Regions from separate parts of the Hordeum vulgare genome. Here region 1 is linked to region 2. Evidence: chromatin contacts called from public Hi-C data. All regions are on one chromosome and are shown on one strand. The core of a region is the stretch at or near the end of the contact, and the rest is flanking DNA. Distances in the headings are between cores, read along the strand shown. Region 1 has its middle 370 kb from the start of LOC123404485. Region 2 holds the start of LOC123403970 (cytosolic invertase 1).

Evidence for each region. Hi-C and Micro-C count contacts between places; a contact is called where the count stands out from the background.
Region 1: a Hi-C map of leaf shows a contact between it and region 2, with 5 times the contacts expected there. The contact joins the enhancer-like site here to the promoter of LOC123403970 in region 2. A contact is called at or near these places in 2 of 6 Hi-C or Micro-C datasets (leaf and seedling) and 1 of 1 datasets of contacts at active chromatin or transcription factors (embryo).

What each region holds. Positions count from the first base shown.
Region 1 is chr6H:234,104,369-234,107,549 of MorexV3_pseudomolecules_assembly, reverse strand. No RefSeq gene overlaps it. Among protein-coding and RNA genes, the nearest start is that of LOC123404485, 370 kb to the left of the region's middle. Within about 2 kb of position 1,734, at least 2 of the 3 cell types and tissues checked have open chromatin away from gene starts, as enhancers often do. A contact at or near this core is called in leaf, where this site is marked.
Region 2 is chr6H:233,670,770-233,673,807 of MorexV3_pseudomolecules_assembly, reverse strand. LOC123403970 (cytosolic invertase 1) reads right to left here and starts at 1,351. Exons shown (of 4, transcript XM_045097873.1): 1 at 712-1,351; 2 at 154-585. The coding sequence starts at 1,104.

The DNA.
Region 1 (3,181 bases), core at 485-2,984, 430 kb before region 2:
GGCACTATTCCAGGCAGTGTCCCAACAAGAAGCCCGAAGCAGCGCGCCCCAATGCGCCAAACCAAGGCCAATTAGCACCAGGCAGGAACCAAGCTCCCCGCAACCAGAAGTATCACAGCAGGGGGCGGATCAATCATATCTCCGCAGAAGACGCACAGGAAGACCCGGACTCCATTCTGGGTACGTTCCTCGTCAACTCCACCCCAGCAACAATATTGTTTGATTGTAGTGCTTCAGATTCTTTGTTACACAAAGATTTGCGGAAAAATGTGGTTTGAAGCCTACTCTGCTTAATGGGCAAATGGCAATACAAACCCCGGGAGCAGTGTTAAGGACCAACCTAGGGTGTAGGAAAGTCGGGATTGTTATCAATGGGATAAGCTTCTCAGCAGATCTCATTGTCATTAACTCGCAAGGCCTAGAAATAATTCTCGGCATGGACTGGTTGGACAAACCCCAAAGCATCTTGGACTGTGCCAACAGGGCTATTACCATGACAAGTGTCGGGGATATACCCCGCGGTATGACCTGGCAGACGGTTATGACTAGGCAGACAGTTATGACTCGGCAGACAGTTATAACCAGCCAGACAGTCAAGTTCCGGAAACGATTCCCTGAAGATGAGTCTTGAAGAGAAGCCTGGTTGTAAGCAGCCCGGTCGTAAGCCATCCAGGGACTCAGCAATCTGTTTGTAAGCAGCCTGGTTGTAAGCAGCCCAGTCGTAAGCAGCCCGGTTGTAAGCAACCCGGTCGTAAGCCGCCCGGGGACTCAGCAATCTGTTTGTAAGCAGCCCGGTCGTAAGTAGCCCGGTCGTAAGCCGCCCGGGACTCAGCAAACTGTTCATAAGTCGTCCGAGACTCAGCAATCCATTTGTAAGTAGCCCGGGACTCAGCAATCCGTTCGTAACTAGCCCGGACTCAGAATCCCACGAAGAGAAGCCCGTGATGGAGAGTCATAATATGCTAAGCCTAAATCCGGCTTGGACTCTATATGTATCTCGCCCCTTTAGCTTATATAAGGAGGGGCGAGACACCCCAAGAGGGTTAGGTTTTTTAGACGTCTCAATAGACAGATTCACAGTTTAGGTCTAGACAAGACAAATCATGAGATAGACAGATTAGACACCAACGAGATTAGAGGTGCCGAGTCTGCACCCTTGTAATCGAGATCATTATCTTAATCAATGAAACACAAGCAGGACATAGGCTTTTACCTCCATCGGAGGGGCCGAACCTGGGTAAACTCGCGTCTTTCGATTCCGACCAACCTTTCAACCGCCACATGGTTGCGATGGCCTCACACCTAAAGTCCTTGTACGAGGACATCTGCCGTGAGAAAACTACGACAGTTGGCGCCCACCGTGAGGCTAACCGCATGATGGAATTGTGTTTTTGGAGGGATTTCTTTCAAGGATCGAGAAGCTGTTCACAATATAAGATCTGAGTTGAAGAAAAATTAAGGTGGGACTTGAGCGTCGTCACACGCGTCTCTAACAATCCATCGATACGAAGCCAGATCAACCTCTGTGCAAAACATGCACGGTTGATGGAGAAAAACAACCAGATGGCTCCGGTTGAGTTGACCTACATGCATGTATCGCCACGAACGGGAATTAGATTTGGTTTTTGCCACAATAACTTTGCCTCGAAGCCGACTCGCCGTTGGCTGCACCTTGCCTGTCTAGGACTCGTCCTGGCTTCTGCCAGTGCCGCGCCTTGAGTCGCCGCCGTGTCGCGTTCGAGCACGTAGCATTTATTGTCGTGTCCGACTGCTTCTATGTCTTGTCGTTCGCATGGAGCAGGAAGAATCTCACGTCCGAGGTTGTGGCCGTTGTGTGAGTTGTCGCTGGTATTTTTAAAGATTAGATGAAAAGTGAAAAGGGAGTGCAGAGTGATTGGATCGAAGGCAATTAGTATTGCTGTTCGCCGGGCAGAGGGAAAACGTTCTAGTTTAATTCACCCAGATTCACCACGCCAGGTTCTATCATGTGAAAGCCAAAACAGTTTTCTACTCCAGGCTCCAATTGCTACATCCAGCCAAGGATCATACCGACCGAATCATCCGAACAAATCAATCCAAGGTCAAATCTTTTTCCAGTAATATGATGTTGCATGTACGAGGATTTTTTCACTGTTTTAACTTTTCTTTAAACATGAACACAAATGAACCAGATTTGAAACCATTTCACGATCTGACTTTTTAAGAAACGCCACAAGTCGTGGCGTTGCTGCCCCACTATGCAAGCCTGTCTACCGTGGCGTTGCTGTCCTACAGTGATACGCCTGTCTATCGTGGCGTTTTTTCTTTTTTACAACACCAGTCTACAGTGGCGTTGCAGATCCACTGTGAAACGCCAACAGTGCTGGCGTTGCTGCCCTATAGTGACAAGCCTGTCTACCGTGGCGTTTTTTCTTTCTTGCAACGTCAGTCTAATGTAGCGTTGCAGGCCGATTGTGAAACGCCAACAGTGCTGGCGTTGCAGACCCACTATGAAACGCAGCGACGACATCCAGCCAGCCCACGGCATGCTGCCAGCAACATGTGTACTGCTAAAACGCCATGGACCATGGCGTTTCACTCGTGGCCTGCAACGCCACATTAAACTGGCGTTTGAGTGGGTCTGCAACGCCACATTAGACTGGCGTTTCTATGTGCGTCTGCAACGGCACATTAGACTGGCGTTTCTATGTGCGTCTGCAACGCTACGGGTTCTGGCGTTTCAAAAAAATCAGATCGTGAAATGGTTTCAATCAAAATTCATTCCGTAAAATATTTTCATATCATGGATTAAAATCGTGAAAAAATCCCATATACGACTGATAAAAGAGAGGTTGACGTCAGCGGCAGAAGCCAGTCCTACAAATCCATCAATTCATCAAAACCAAGCGTTCATCTACATCTGCCCCGGGTGCAGTTTCCATCTAAATGTCCTCCACGGTGTAGCATGTGCGATTCGTCTGGTGGACGCGACTGTCATCATCCAATATGGTCCAGGCTACATCAGTTTTGACAGCAGAATCATGAAATCGGATCACGGAACCAAGGAAAAAGAAGAAGGAAACCCCGATTCCCTGAAGAGATGCATCTACATGGACTCGGTATCGGCCTGCGCGTTCTCGAACCGCGGCATCGCCCGCCTCCGCTTGCCCGGCCGGCTACGCCTCGCCTCGCCTCACCACCA
Region 2 (3,038 bases), core at 102-2,601:
TCTATGAAATGTTAGCCCAAAAGAATGGTGTATGTATGTCAATAGAGTCACAGAAGTGGTGATTCATTGATTAAAAGAATAGGAAATTTGCAGTCCTGTGAAACGTACTCTTATTTGACTTGAACATATTGAAAGTGTCAGTCTATAACTTACCATCCTACGATCTATCATGCAGCAACCATCAGCACATAACAATGTCGGGAAGGTATCAAATCCCTCAGACAAGCACAGGCTCAGAATGAGCCTCATTGCCTTCTGGCATTCCGGCCTCTCTGCCAGAGTCAAATCCCCGGTGGACTTTGTGTAGGCCCGCAATAGTATGATCCACCAGAACCCCGAATCCACTGGTGCAACCCGCCCAATTGCGCTCTCACCAAAATCGGCGTGAAGGGTATCAACACCCTTCTTATCGTCATGAAGCACTTTAAAGCTTGCAGGCATGGCCCCCTCACCAAGCTTAAACCGATCAACCTTCTTCTCCCAACCCTGCAACAAAACGGTCTTGAGCAGGAAGTTCTTGACAATCTCCGGCTCGCCATTCATCAGAAACGCCATGGCGCTGGGCACGAAATCTCTCACAAACACCTGCAGCGAACCGCCCCCAAGTCACATAAGCATATGTCGATAACATGCTACTCCTTCATAAATTTAATTCAGACTTAAAATCTCGATTCATTATAACATTGAGAAAAAAATCGTTGCTTGTACTACCTGGTCATAGTTTAGGACTTCCTCGGATGCATGGTCGAAAGCGGCGATGGTACCAAGCGGCTGGCCGCGGAAAAAGACGAGGGAGCGGCGGAGGGCCTCCCAGGCGTCGCCTACTATGGGGTGGGGCTCGAAAGAGTGGAGCGCCGAGGAGGCCGGCGTGCCGACCAGAGAGCGTAGACCGCCGCCCGGGGAGTACATGCCGTCAAAGCCTCCGCCTCCCCTGGCGTGGCCACCGGAGTAGGAGACGTCGCTGAGCGAACGGTCGTCGAAGGAGCGCTGGCGCTCGACGTTGATCCGCGGCTTGTTGAGCAGGTGTGTGAGGTCGAAGTCATCGGACCCGGACAGCGAGTTGTGCGACGCGGACCGCCGCATCCCGGCCGCCCCCAGCTCCATGGCTCCCCTCCCTCCTCGCGAATCTGCGGCCGGCCTCCACCTACTCGCCCCAGCCAGATCTAAGCCCAAAACGGCGGCGAAGAGCGAGCTGAGAGATCTAGCTCGGGACGCTAGACAACGGCAGCGCGGACCCAGAAGCAGACACGGCAGCGCGAATCTCGAGGCGAGGGGGGTTCCGCAGAGGTAAATGGGAAAAAAAATGAGAAGTAGGCGGAGGGCCGCCTACTTATAGCCCAGCGGGGCCTGGGCGCCGACGGGGACACGCGCTATAAACCCGTGACCTTTTTGTCCATGTCGAGTGGGACCATCTCGCCCAAGGGGACCCGCGGTGCGTGATGGTGGGTGGATGATGTGAGAGATTTTGGGTTACCGGGTGCGGCCGGTGTGCAGCAGCACGTGGGGGGTTGGTGTGGTTGGGAATTGGGATGAGATGAGGACGAGGCGCTGACGTGGAACGCCGACCCCGGTTGAGTGCTGGGGGCGGTTGTTGGGTGCCCAAGGAAAGGTGAGCATCGTGGTGGCCGTCCGGAGATCGTCTGCCTGCCGATTTCCGGAAGCGGGGGCGGGGCTGGGCGGATCAGCGAAAATGCTAAACACACGGATCAATACGAGCTGATTATCGGATCTGTAGTAGTACGTACTTCCTCCGTTTCTAAATATAAGTCTTTTTAGAAACTTCACTAAAAAACTATATACGGATGTATATAGACATACTTTAGAGTGTAGATTCACTCATTTTGCTCCGTATGTAGTCATTTAGTGAAATCTCTTAAAAGACTTATATTTAGGAACGGAGGGAGTATATAATACTCATAGTGGCTGCCTAACGCCCGAAGTGGCGTCAGTAGTACAGGGGCAGCGTCGGGGCGCCAGCCACCAGCGATGTGGCCCCATGTGATGGTGAACGCGGCGGAGGCCGGCTAAGGCATGGCGCGGCATAGTAGTCGCCGCCCATTCCTCAAGGTCCGCGCATTAGCCGGAGCGAAGCAGGCGAGTGCACGGCGCCTCAGGCCGTCGACCACGCGATGACGGCTCGACTCCACCCGCGACCACCACTCCCGCCTCCGTCGCACGGAGACACGCAGAGTAGCGACTGCTGCCAATGGCGCGGCTGTGACAGCCCCAATGCACCACCTACCCCTTTTGGTAATACTAGCAAAAGGGCCCATGCGTTGCAACGGGAGAAAGAAATATCACACGGCACACATTCTTAATTTATAAAAAGTCTATAATTTAAGAATTTATAGTTACGATACAAATAAAGATGGTCTTATCCTACAAAAATGCAGTTCAAAATTTCATTGGTCTTCTATTTTAACACGGCTTGTATGTAGATTTAATATGTACAAAGAATCAGTCAAGTGACCTTCAGTTTCATCTCTAATCCTGATTTTGTTGACGTGTTCATCCCCAACCCGGATGATTACCGGAATGAAAGAAAGACGAATAATGACTTATTTATTAAGATTGCACCCTAGATAGTATTTTTATTAAACGTTTAACAGATAAAATAATATCATATTTAAATTCTACATATTTTTCTAATCAAACTACATGTATAATATGTTAAATTTAGAGTTACGGTTTAAAAGATATGAGTATTTAAAAAATATTTAATATATACTACGAGTTTAATGTCATAAACAATAAGGGTTTTTTTGTAAAATCAACTCGGTGGGTTTTCCGACGGAAGCGATAGCCTCTTTATTATTAGGTAAAGATTTCCTTGTACGACCCTTCCTGTGTTGGATTGGCATAGGAGTTCAAGTTTGGCTTCACCACTTGCGCATCATGGCATCATGTCATATGTGTTCTTTGTCTGTGTTGTTTGTTGCTCCTTGTTGTTGAAGTGTTAGTGTCATGTGAGTGTGGCATTGTTTTGATGGTGTGATGAGAGTGGGTGCAACAAGGGTTTCTTGTTGCACCATGGTCAA